Linked DNA regions of Sus scrofa: regions 1 and 3 are each linked to region 2. A link is a contact called in public HiChIP or PLAC-seq data. All regions are on one chromosome and are shown on one strand. The core of a region is the stretch at or near the end of the contact, and the rest is flanking DNA. Distances in the headings are between cores, read along the strand shown. Region 1 has its middle 87 kb from the start of BTG1. Region 2 overlaps LOC102159120 (a long non-coding RNA gene). Region 3 overlaps LOC102159120 (a long non-coding RNA gene).

Evidence for each region. HiChIP or PLAC-seq counts read pairs in DNA pulled down with a chosen protein or histone mark.
Region 1: an H3K27ac HiChIP or PLAC-seq map of alveolar macrophages shows a contact between it and region 2. The contact joins two enhancer-like sites. A contact is called at or near these places in 2 of 2 datasets of contacts at active chromatin or transcription factors (alveolar macrophages and skeletal muscle).
Region 3: a contact with region 2 is called in an H3K27ac HiChIP or PLAC-seq map of alveolar macrophages. The contact joins two enhancer-like sites. A contact is called at or near these places in 1 of 47 Hi-C or Micro-C datasets (liver) and 2 of 2 datasets of contacts at active chromatin or transcription factors (alveolar macrophages and skeletal muscle).

What each region holds. Positions count from the first base shown.
Region 1 is chr5:90,900,311-90,904,747 of Sscrofa11.1, reverse strand. No RefSeq gene overlaps it. Among named protein-coding and RNA genes, the nearest start is that of BTG1, 87 kb to the right of the region's middle. Within about 2 kb of position 1,772, at least 19 of the 83 cell types and tissues checked have an H3K27ac peak or open chromatin away from gene starts, as enhancers often do. A contact at or near this core is called in alveolar macrophages and skeletal muscle, where this site is marked.
Region 2 is chr5:91,070,018-91,074,331 of Sscrofa11.1, reverse strand. All of the region lies in intron 3 of LOC102159120 (a long non-coding RNA gene), which reads right to left. Among named protein-coding and RNA genes, the nearest start is that of BTG1, 260 kb to the right of the region's middle. Within about 2 kb of position 1,406, at least 38 of the 83 cell types and tissues checked have an H3K27ac peak or open chromatin away from gene starts, as enhancers often do. A contact at or near this core is called in alveolar macrophages and skeletal muscle, where this site is marked.
Region 3 is chr5:90,933,116-90,937,372 of Sscrofa11.1, reverse strand. All of the region lies in intron 1 of LOC102159120 (a long non-coding RNA gene), which reads right to left. Among named protein-coding and RNA genes, the nearest start is that of BTG1, 120 kb to the right of the region's middle. Within about 2 kb of position 2,037, at least 7 of the 83 cell types and tissues checked have an H3K27ac peak or open chromatin away from gene starts, as enhancers often do. A contact at or near this core is called in alveolar macrophages, where this site is marked.

The DNA.
Region 1 (4,437 bases), core at 523-3,022, 170 kb after region 2:
TTAAGGTAATTAGGAATAGCTATTTTCTATTTGTCAGAAATCAAATATGTGCACTCTGAATAAAGACTTTGTTACCGAACCCATAAATAGCCATGAAATATGAAATTTGCTGTTCATATTATGTAGCACTTTAAAATCTAGTGGGTCTTAAGAGAAAATATAAAAGTGGAAAACTGGATTTTTAAAAGAAGCTATTTCCCCCCTCCCCCATGCAACCTCTCTTCCCATCCCCAGGTAGTCACTCAAGAAAATAAAATACTTTAAAACAAAGAACAGGAGTTCCCATTGTGGCTCAGCAGTAGTGAACTGACTAGTGTCCATGAGGATGCAGGTTTGATCCCTGGCCTCAGTAGTGGATTACGGATCCAGTGTTGCTGTGAGCTGTGGTGGAGGTCGTGGTGGACACAGCTCAGCTCTGGCGTGGCTGTGGCTGTGGCACAGGCTGGCAGCTGCAGCTCCAATTCAACCCCTAGCCCCCTAGCCTGGGAACTTCCCTATGCTGTGGGGAAAAAAAAAAAAAAAATCTATAAATAAATAAAACAAAGAACAAATTAGAAATTGCATCCACTGTCATATTCTGGCTTTGTTTCTACCCGCCCTTTCTTTCTTTCTTTCTTTCATTCAACAAGGATTCATAGAACTTCCCTTTGACTAAGCACTGGAATAGAAAATAAAAGATGAGTAAGTTACACATAGCCCCCACCCAGAGCTGCTCATCTCTTAGTGAGAGTGACACACATAAACAAATACTTATGCTCTAAGGGCTACATAAAGACACAGCCTTATTGGAGCCCAAAATGCTGAGCTGTCTAGCATTGGGGGATTTGAAACAGTCTTTGCAGGGGAGGTGACATTTAACCTGCGTCTTAAAATATGAGTAAGAGTTGGCTAGGTGGCAGGATGGGAGTTGCGTGTGTATTTCAGAGAGGATGAAGCATTTGCTTTGACTGAAGCAGAGTGTGCACAGGGATGGATGGAGAGGTGGTGGAAGAGGCAAGGTAGGGGCCAGCCTTTCATGGCCCATATTCCATGCTGAGGTTTTCCAACCTTACTGCACGTGCAATGGAAAGCCACCAGAGATTCCTAACAAAGAAAGATTTTCAGGGCGTTCCCATGGTGGCACAATAAAAATGAATCTGACTAGTATCCATGAGGATGTGGGTTCGATCCCTGGCCTTGCTCAATTGGTTAAGGATCTGGTGTTGCCATGAGCTGAGGTATAGGCTACATACAAGGCTAGGATCCCGGGTTACGGTGGTTGTGGCGTAGGCCAGCGGCTGCAGCTCCTATTTGAGCCCTAGCCCGGGAACTTCCATATGCCGCAGGTGCTGCCCTAAAAAACAAACAAACAAACAAACAAACAAACATAAAAGATTTTCATACAAATGAGGTGGCACCACAGAGGAAAGATGAGAAGGTCCAGTTAGAGCGAGTACGTTACATGGCTCCACTCAATGACACCTGCTCCCTAACCAGGCCAAGCCGAGTTTCCGTACAAGGTGGATCTCATAAGTTACGTATCCTCTGTTTGTAATCACTATCCCATTCGTCTTTATTTATCTCCTCCTATCAGTCAGTCAATCAATCATTTCATCATTCAACAGACATTCGCTGAGCCCTTCTAAAATGTCAGGCACTGTGTGGGGCTGGCAATTAGCAGCACCTTCGAAGGACAGTGCTGAACGAACCGTGGCAAAGCTTACAGTCTAGCAGGGCTGACGGATCTGTTTAAATAGAAGCAACCGCAGGATGTGCAATGAGAACGATGGTGGGAAGTGATGGGGGTTTCCCTGAGGAAGTGACGGCGAGCTTGTGACCTGAAGGATGAGTAAGTCTAGCCAAAGCCCATGCGTTGGAGTAGAAGGGGGAAGAGGCAGACAGAGCTCAGCAAATGGGAAAGAGCCAAAGGCAGGAGAAAGCACGGCACCTGGGAGGAAGTGAAAGGCAGTCCCCCTGCCTGGAAATTCCACCAAGCTGGAGAGATGGGCTGTTCTCCAGCCTCACCACATACACACTGACCCCTCTGCGGGACTGTGGGAGCGGAGGTACATGCGTGTGTGAGGAGGGTTTTGAGGAGGCTCATCATTTCACGCCACTGTATTCACCTAGTGCTCAGGCAGGAGCTCTTATCTACATTTGCTGCTCATCTGCATCTTTAGAAATGGAAAACCGGAGGACAGAGAAAGATCTTAGAAACCATCCAGAACGGCACTTCTCAAGGTGTGCCCTGTGGACCGACCATGGCGTCCCTGAAGATGAGACCAGAAACCTGCCTTTTTTCATAAGCATCTTAGGGGATTCTTCAGTACCATCAAGATGGAAAACCACCAGGCCAGCTCAGCTGCCCCCATTTCCAAGTGAGCACATGAAGGAGTGAAGTACCGCCTTGTCCAAGGCGGCATCTTAACCTCAGCACGCCTGACATGTTGGACCACGTAATCCTTTGTTGTTGGGGGCTGTCCTAGGCCCTGTGGGACAGTTAGGAGCATCCCTGGCCATTATCAACCAGATGCCACCAACAGCCCTGCCGCTGCATCAACCAAAAATGTCTCCAGCCAGAGCCAACCATTCACTGGGGGACAAAGGCACCCTTGATTGAGATCCACTGTGCCAAGTCATCAGAGGCAGAGGCAGAGGCAGAGGCAGGGCAGTACTCAAGAGTCTGGATTCACAGCCCAGCCACCTTCCTGTGTCTACTGGATCCTCTTTGGCTGTGAGAAGCGGAGGAGAGGCCGGGTGCCCTGGGCCATCAACGCCAGGGGGTTAGCGCAGAGCTGAGGCCAGCACAGAGGACAGCATTGCTTTCTTCCGGGAAGCTGGGACATTACTTCTGGCTTTTTCCACGATTTCTTGTGAAGTTAGTCATTGCTATTTCTATTTCTCCACCTGTTTAAACCTGGATCTTCCAGGAGAACTGGCAGGATTTGGGTTGGCAACATCTTGGAAACCCACACAGAAAGGTGCCATCCAAAAAGCTTTTTTAACTGAGACTGATTTAAAGGTAGCCCTGTGTAGGAACCAAGAGTGTCGTGTTCTAATTTTAGCACTGTGCCAGGAAGAGGAGTGTGGTGGTGAGCAGTGGAAAAGGGAGCAGGAAATGCTGCTGCTGGTTCCCAGCTCCATTCCAAACTACCTTTGTGGTCTTTTGCAAATCACTTTGGCTTTCTGGTCTAGGAGACATTTCCTGTCAGATAAAGGCATGAAAATAGGTCACTACATCTAGGCTTGGACTCACCCTGAGCCCTCTGCCCAAGAGGACCTACCACTGGTCCTTCCAAACCCAAACTCTACCTTGTCTCCAAAATCCAGCTCAGCCATGATTCTTCATTTTCTTTAGCTACAATGCTGTTGTGGTTCCTCGTTCTCAAGGGAGGCACATGATTCAAGAATCAAGTGCCATGATATCTGTAACTTACTCTCAAATGCTTCTGAAAAATATATAATATGTATATGTATATATGTACATATTTTTAACACATGGGGGAAAGCAAATATACCAAGATATTACTAAACGTTGAATTTCACTGAAGGGTATATGGGCATTCACTGTATAACTCTTCCCTTTTTCTGCCTGTTTTAAATTTTTCAAAATCAAATGTTGGAGAGAGAAACAATTCTAATTCTATCTACTCCACAAAGCCTTTCCTGAATTAGCTGAAATAATTCCTCTGAATTCCCAGAGCACTTATGTACGCTGTGTTTATCACTTTCCACGTTGTATTGTAGTTAAGTACTCACATAGTGGGTCATAAAACTGCTAAACGCAATACTCAGCTATGCAGAGAACATTTGTGCCAAAACTGCTCTTTATTTAGGCTACAGCTCCTCTGTTCTTCCTCAGGAGACCCTGTGCTCTTGCAAGCAGGGGTGGGGGGAAAGTAAAATTTAGTCCAGTCTTGTTATCTCAGATTGATCATAGAAAGTAAACAGTCACTTTATTTATTTATTTATTTTTGGCCATGACTGCTGCATGCAGAATTCCCCAACCAGGGATCGAACCCACGCCATAGCAGTGACCTGTGCTGCTGCAGGGACAACACTGGATCCTTAACCCACAAGCGGTGCCACAAGCGAACTCCTAAACAGTTGCTTCAGGCAACTCAGTCACATTTGGATAAAGGCCAGACTTTAAATGTCCCCACTCCTGGAGTTCCCACTGTGGCTCAGTGGTTAGGGAATCCGAGTAGGAACCATAAGGTTTCGGGTCCGATCCCTGGCCTTGCTCAGAGGGTTAAGAATCCAGCATTGCCACGAGCTGTGGCGTAGGTCACAGACATGGCCCGGATCCCGCGCTGCTGTGACTCTGGCATAGGCCGGCAGCTGTAGCTCCAGTTGGACCCCTAGCCTGGGAACCTCCATATGCCGCGGGTGTGGCCATAGAAGAGACAAATAAATAAATAAATAAATGTCCCCACTCCCTCTTTATTTCCCCAGAAT
Region 2 (4,314 bases), core at 157-2,656:
AAAGAGAGAATAGCCTGGATGGGCCACACCTAATCAGGTGAGGTCTTTACGAGACAGGGGAAGTGTTACGGGGATGCCCTCCAGGTGACCTCAGAAGTGAAACAAATTGGCATGTTGTGACAGAGCCTATGGACCACCCATGTGGCAAGGACCTGAGGGTGACCTCCAGGAGCTTAGAGTAGTCTTCAGTCAATAGCTAGCAAGAAAAAAAAAAAAAAAAAAATTCTGGATCATACAGCCTCAAAGAAATGAATTTAGCCAACAATTCTGTGAGCCTGGAAGAGGCGCCTCAGTCTCCAAGAGATCATAGGCCCAAGCAGCTCTGCAATTTCAGCCTGAGCAGAGGACTCAGTTAATCCACAGAAACCTTGACATAAAAAACATGGGATGTTTTAAGTCACCAAGTCTGTGATCATTTGTGATGTAGCCATAGAAAGTAAATAACCTCTCCTCTGTCCCTTCTTTCCCTGTTCCTCTCAATGCTGCAGTCTCAACTGTCCTTAGTTTCCTAATTAAAACTGTACTTCCATGACTGTGGCTTTGCAAAGAATGCTCATATTGTCTGGAATGCCCGTTTCCTTTTTTCTGCCTCTTGAATATCACCCATCCTTCAGGACCCAAGTCAGCTCATCCTCTGCCAGAAGCCTGGACTGATTGCCCTAGGCTGACTACATTCCTTCCTGTTCTGTATTCCACTACACCCTGGGATCTCTCTCTCTCTCTCTCAAATGACTTAATTGAGAGCAAGAATTTAGAGTATTCACACTCGTGACACTTAGAATTTGGACAGTGCTTAGAACATAGGTGACACTCCGTAAATTGTTGATTAGTTAATGTACCTATTGTTTTCTATTCAAACGCTTCTGTTTATTCAACTTAATAAACATTTATTTTTAGGGCCTTTTATAGCTGCTGCAGACAATAAAAAGATGAGTAGATCGTGTTCCCTATTTCAAAGAGGAGGAATAAGGTTTGTACACAAACAATAATTACGAGAGGCAGAACAACCTGTACCGCAGAAGAACCCGATCAGGAAGAGAGAGATAAGGTCCACAGGATAGAGGCGAGCACACATATGGCTTCTAGCCTCAGCTGTATTTTGGGGAGCAACATCTTCCCATCATTACAAAGCGGGTTGGGACAAGGATGGGGAAAGAAACGGCTGCTCTTATCTCTCAGGGAGCTGGATAGTGAGCAGGGCTCCCGCAGCCCTCGCTCTTCTTCCCGGGCAGCTTGGAGCATGGCAGCGGTGCAAATGGTTGGAGGAAGAAGCAGGTCACGGAGGAAGGGAGGGTTGTTGAGCAACGTCAGCTCTCCCCTAAGACTCTGTGGACACCAGGGCCGTGGGAGAGACAGAGCCACGAAGTCTTGCTTGATGCTGCGTGTGTGGGGCTGCTCTAAGGAGCCCGTTCAACGGCTGCTGGTGTGAAACCCAAGGAAATGTCCCCACAGCGCTGATGTCAACATGCATCATGTGGGCCGCTTACATTGTGAGTCACACACCCACATCCTGTTGCCTTACAATCACATTAATTTTCCCTTTCAGTGACATATCAAAGAGGATGTGTCTTTTTCAGTTTGTTTCCAATAGATGTCTGTTCTTTTTCAGCAGAAAGGAGATGTGTACATGAGTTCTGCCAACGACCACCACATGTGGGCCAGGCTTATTTCCCTCATGAGGGCCAGGAGCTGGTGCCACACACCACATGGTGATTTAATACACTTTGTCATTTGGTATCACTTGAACACCCGCTTCTTTCAAAAACTCATCCATTTAGTTTGTACCATTCAGATAAACTTGCAGACAATGACAAAGAGCATCTGTAATATTAAAATCCACTTGTTCCAGTTGTTCCTCTGAACTTACAAAATGTGGTGGATATAAAGTCCCCGTTATATTTGACTCGATTCCATGGTTTTGAACCTTATCCACTTAATTAACCAAGCTGAAATAATCATCCGATTATTGGATTTGTGTAGGTGCTCATGGCAAGCCCTATTCTAAATTGAACTTCTTTTTAGCTCTGGAAGGAAGGGTAGGATGGAAAAAGAAGTCAAGACTTATTGGAAATAAACCAAGACTATAGAGAAACTTACCATTTTTTCTAGTGTGGAATATTTTCTCTGTTCTTACTTCTTAGAATCATGTATGAGCTAAATTTGATAGTAGCCTGGTTACCTGGAGGAAAGGTCTCAGAGAAGCACCTCTTGGCAGCCCCCTCACTGGGGGACTTTCCAACACTCGTCCCAGCCTCCAGTGCACTCATTATAGTGATGACACATGTCTTGGCAGAATGTCTCCATGTTCAGAAGTAGAACAGCTCCAATGTTCCTGATTCTATTTTAGACTTGTACTAAAGTTATCTGCCCAGCACAGTCTGACTTCTTTAAACGTCATCTAAATTTTTCAGACTTGGTTTGGTCAGCCTGCTAGTCTCATAGGATAAAGAGATAATATTGCCTTCCAGAGTTGGAGCCTAAATATTAGAGACTGTATTGTGAGAAGCCATAAATTTCCCCCAAGGGGGTCTCGTTTACAGTGGTAGGATGCTTATAAGGCCAGCATTGGTTTTCTCGCAAAATGGCATGTGAAACACAAGTTACAAAAATACACTCATGATTTGAAAGGTATCAAGGAGTTTTTAAAAATGTTCTACATTTTGTTTCTGTTCATTAACTGGTTTTAACTTTTCTTAGAGGACTTTTGTAATGAACCACTGGCTGGCCAAACTAAATACCAAAGACTGAAAAGTCATTTGTGATGGGAAACAGGACAAATAAAAGAGGTATTACGCAAACATAATCCTTAACTTTCACACGTTAATCTCTCAAAAAAAGGTCATCGTACTTTTATTCACTATAGAGTAACATCCCTTTTGGAAGTAGGTACATCAATTGATAAATAAAAAATATTTTGAATTTTCCAATGGGGGTACTTTTTCACTCACCAACAGTTTAAGTTTGGGAACTTTGTCTGTAGAGCTGAGGTTTTTTTAATCACATCCTGTCCCTGTTGTTTTATTAAATGAATGAAAGTGAATAAATAAAAATAATAATATTGTGAATTGTAAATGTTATAAATTCAATATGATTGAAATGGAGATAAAATCATTATGATAAAATCGTACTAGTTATTGCACTAAATCAAATCAACCATTCACTCAATTTTTTAAAAAAAGTAAGTCACCAAAGATTATTCTAACAGAGATTTTACTTAGGAAGATCATAAGAATTATCTTAATCTCTGAAAATAAACAAATATGTCTTTGGTTTTCATACTTTAGATTATTGTGCTTATTTTCAGAGACACATAATATACAAAACAGGGTATTAATTATAATTGTTTAAAAGCTGGAGATAGAAATCAGACAGATCTGGGAGTTCCTATTGTGGCACAGCAGAAATGAATCTGACGAGTATTCATGAGGATGTGTGTTCGATCCCTGGCCTCTATCAGTGAGTTAAGGATCCTGTGTTGCTGTGAGCTATGGTGTAGGCCAGCAGCTGTAGCTCCAATTCAGTCCCTAGCCTGGGAACTTCCATATGCTGTACCTCTGTACCTGTAGCCTTAAAAAGCAAAAAAAAAAAAAAAGAAAGAAAAAAAAATCAGACAGATCTGAATGAAATACTAGCTCCTCTGCTTACCTCTATGCAAGTTATTAATTATCATTGAGTCTTGGTTTCCTCATCTGAAATGTTAGGATCACCAAATTTGTTTCTTAGAGTTATTTCTGAAAGGAGAAAGATATCTTTTTGGATATAGAAGACCTATCCTGGTACTTACTATGTAGATGGATGGATGGATGGATGGATGGATGGATAGATAGATAAATAGATGGACAGACTACATATGTGTATATGTATGTATATAACTTATTTCTGAATACATTCCCAAGATAAACTGGAATGTATTTACTAAATAGTAAAAAAGAAAAAACTGTGGCCTATCTTAGGCTAGTAAACCCGGGAATAAGAAGTATGGTCATGCATTGGAGAAAAGGGGATTCATCTGCTCCTGGCCATCATGACAACACCTTGAGAAGACTCACTGAGGCCCTTCATACCCATCTGAGTCCAGGGTCCTGTGACCCACGGAGCCTCCCGGCAGAGATGCTCTGGCTCAATCTCTCACCTGAATCAAAAAGAAAGCATTCTGCATTAGGGTCAGGGTTCTCCCGAGAAACAAAACCAATAGGATGTGGATGTACAGAAAGATGCATTTTAGGGCACGGGTTCCCATGATTACAGAGGCTGCAGGTCGGACGTCTCCAGAGAGGGCCATCAAGCTGGAGACCCAGGGAAAAGACAACATTG
Region 3 (4,257 bases), core at 788-3,287, 140 kb after region 2:
GGTCTGGATGTGAGGTATAGAGTCACCTTTACACAGACTTCATACGCATCTGACTTGTGCATAAAAAAAGACAGCGTTGAGCGCTGGCTGCCTGTCTTCTTCTCTCTGGACCCTGAGCACCCCTCAGTTTCTTCTCAGCAGTCTGGCAGCCTAGCTACTGAGGGAGAACTTTCTGCAGCACAAGCTGAAAGATAAACTATCTGTGAGTCAATCAATGAGTCAGTCCACACAGCTTATTGATCTGATTATCATTTCTCTCCCCAGTCCCAGGAAAAGTAAAATGGTCATTAGGTGGCCGTGTCCCAGATCCTGATTGCTCGGGTTTTCCAGAAGGTGCTTAGATTCAGAGAGGCCAAGTAAAGTGAGAGCTGACTCTCATCAGCCTGGCTTCAGATTCCTGAGCTGTTAAAAGGGCCCCAGAATGCAAGGTCCTGGCCAGAAGAGCCTTTGATAAGAGTCTCCTGGCCCCACAGCCCAATACCCCTCCATTTGGGGAGGGCTGATATTGAGAGATAGCCAACTGAGCAAGGATGTCTTGACACGTTACTAGGAAGATAAGCCTTTCTTCTTCAGGACCAAGAACACAGCTTAAAAGATTACATGAGAATAAGGGGTCAGCACCCTATCTGTATGCCCCCTCGGACCAGGAGTCTGCAGGCAGTGGGACAGCTGGCCCTCGTTCCAGAGCCCCGCTGAGGAGGAGAGGAACTGAGGACTCAGGAACAGCTTGAAGGCAGCCAGAGATGAGACGGTGTCTGCTGGATGGGCCCCAGGCCTGTCTATGACCTAGCAGCCCGGCCTACCCAGCTGCAGCTCTCACCATGCAGCCCCTCAAACTCCAGAAGGAACTGCTTCTGGTGTCTCTCATACGTCACAGTGCGTCTCCACTTGGTGCCTCTGAATCGAGAGTTCCCTGGAGTGCACTGCAGGCTGGAATCCCCATTTTATTGTCCGCTCAAGTCCCAGCGTAGACGTAATGTCCTCCAAGGAGCTCTCACTGAACCCCTGAACTGGGATTAGAGGGTCTCTCCTGAGACATCTGCTTTGTATTTCCTACTGTCAAGATCATCGCTCTTGGTTACAACTGTCTTTTTATTTATCTAGAACCTCTGCTCAGTTATAACCCCTGTGAAGTTAGGGACTGTGTCTTGTTCCCTGCTCCCTATTTTCCCCCAAGTAACACATGCCATACCTGGTATACAGCAGATGCTCAAAGAACCCCTTTTGAACAAATGAATAATCAGTTTTACTTTGGTGGCAGGGACAGCGGAGCCTAAGGACATGAAAATGGCACCTAATAAATAATAAAGTAAGCATTTACTTAAAAAACATCGTATAGAAATCACACAATATTTCCACTACCTGGTTATTTATATGCCACCTACCATGTACCAGACATTTTATTTGCAAAGTTATTGTTAGTATTAAATTAGATAATGCATATATTGATGTTTAATAAATAGTACCTGATATTATTGTATTACTTAAGTTTCCCTAAACCCTGTGATGTGAGTATTTATGATCCGCCTGTTGAGGAAACTGAGCCTCAGAAAGGGTTAAAGTGACTTGATTGAAAATGGCAACATCAAGACGCTAAATAGTAACTGCCTGACTCTAAGATTCAAGAATTTCCCTCTAGAAAATGGCTTGCCTATGAAACGAAAGGGAGGGAGGAACAAACGAACAAATGAAAAAGGAAAGGAGTGAGGAAATAAGAAAGAAAGAGAATTGAGATGATTTTTCTTTTAACCCTACTGAACCTTTTTTATCCTTGCAAAATTCTTCAAACAATATGATGGCATTGCTTTCCATGTAGTACCCAAGCTCCGTCTGCTACAGTTACGATTTATGAAGACATATTATAAAAATGCTCAGAATTCCTGATCTAACTGAGCTGTGACATTGCTTGGACATAAAATCAGCGAGAAGCTCTGTCCCCACCGGCTCGTCTTGCCACTGTGTCCTCAGGGGGCACATCCTGCATCTGCGGGTGTTGTCCTGACTCTGGTCTCTCTGGCTGGCTGGTGTGAGTCACCGCGTCCTTGGGGAGGACGATGAGTCAGAATGCTTAACCAAGTACTTTGGCAAATTGAAATTAAGGATCTATAGGAAGGGTCATAAAAGTTTGTGGGGAAGTAGAGGAGGATGCACCATCAATTAGATGTTTAAACCTGGTATACAAACAGCCTTTCTCCAGAAATAACAAACAGCAAAAACAGGAGTTCCTGTCATGGCGCAGAGGAAATGAATCCGACTAGGAACCATGAGGTTGCGGGTTCAACCCCTGGCCTCGCTCAGTGGGTTAAGGATCCGGTGTTGCCGTGAACTGTGGTGTAGATGGCTGGCAGATGTGGCTCGGATCTGGCGTGGCTGTGGCTGTGGTGCAGGCCGGCAGCTACAGCTCCAATTGAACCCCTAGCCTGGGAACCTCCATATGCGGCAAACGTGGCCCTGAAAAGACAAAAGGACAAAAAAGAAAAAAAAAAAAAAAGATAGCATCTAAACACTGTCTAATACCTAGTGGCTGCAGGAAATCCATCAGCCAGATCAAGACCATTTCTATTTGCCTCCAGAAAGAGAAAACCACTAACTGAGAAGATGCCTCCCTATCAACAATATAATACAGAGAACTCAGAAAGACTCTAGTGGGGGGTCTCATAATTTCTTCTGGAAAGTTCTTGAATGACACAAAGATAACAGCATCGGGTATAACCATCCTGGTCAGCCTATACAACTACACTTCCTCCTTAGGTGAACACACACGAGGTGCCAAGCATTATACTAAACCCTAGGATTCAACTGTAAACGAAACAAAAATGATATCTGCCCTCATGGACCTTATAGCCTGATATGAAAGCAGATAATTAAATAATCACAGAAATACATAGATGAATGTAAACTATTATATTCCTTTGAAAGAAAATAATCAATTTTTTAAAAAATTATTATATGATAAGCACATTTTAGGAAAGAAGTGTAATTGAACTTTTGACTATAATAACTGAAAAGTTACTCATAAATCCCAAATCACAAAGCTTGCTGGGTTGATGAAGATAAAATTATTTCTAAATGTAGGCTTGTCCAATAAGAGAGGCTACTTTCAGAGTTCCCAGTGTGGCACAATGGGATCAGTGGCACCTTGGGAGCAATGGGATGCAGGTTTGATACCTGGCCAAGCACAGTGCGTTAAGGGTCTGGTGTTGCTGCAGCTGCAGCTTAGGTCCTGACTGTGGCTTGGATCTGATCCTTTGCCAGGGAACTCCATATGCTGTGGGGTGGCCAAAACTGAAAGAAAGAAGGAAGGAAGGAAGGAAGGAAGGAAGGAAGGAAGGAAGGAAGGAAGGAAGGGAGAGAGAGAGAGAGAGAGAGAGAGAGAAAGAAAGAAAGAAAGAAAGAAAGAAAGAAAGAGAGAGAGAAAGAGAGAGAGAAAGAGAGAGAGAAAGAGAGAGAGAAAGAGAGAAAGAAAGAGAGAAAGAGAAAGAAAGAGAGAAAGAAAGAAAGAAAGAAAGAAAGAAAGAAAGAAAGAGAAAAAGAAAAAAAGATGGATGTAACAAATCATTCTGACACTTATGGCTACTAAATGTTACCTATTTATACTGTGGGGATCAGTGAAGTATGAATACTCATTTTATTTCAGAGAATTATGAAACTTTGGAGTTGAGAGGACCTTTGAAATTAAGTCCTATTCCCCTCATAGTTTCACAGATGAGGAAACTAAGATCCAGAAAAAGCAAATGACTTGCTCAACATCACCCAAATATTCGTATAAGAGCTGGAAGTGAAACTCGGGTTTCCTCTTTCAGGGCTCTTACTTCCAAACCAAGTTGCAATAAACCCTTTACTTTTTTGTAAGGGTGCTAATTGCCAAAGAGGTCATGGTTTGTCTTTTAAAAACACTCTCTCTCTTCCCCAACCCTGCCGCACAGCCCCCCCCCCCAGCAATGAAAGAATATGCTTAAGGCAAAAGCTATCAACTAAATAGTAATCTATCTAGCTTTCCACTATTAGCATTATATGGAAAACAGAAAAAATACGTGTTCTTTGTTAATTCAGTGCCTAAAAGAAGCTTTTAGACAAAGCCCAGTCAATTACTCCAGATTCTTTGCTGTCTGCTTGTAGGTTTGTTTGATTTTATACAGAAAATGGTTAGTGTTTAAACATAAAAGCCTACAATGAACAGACCGGAACTTTTTCAAGGACTCAAAATAAATATTATATTATTATACTTAGTCTTTGACAAGCAATATTTGTTCCAAG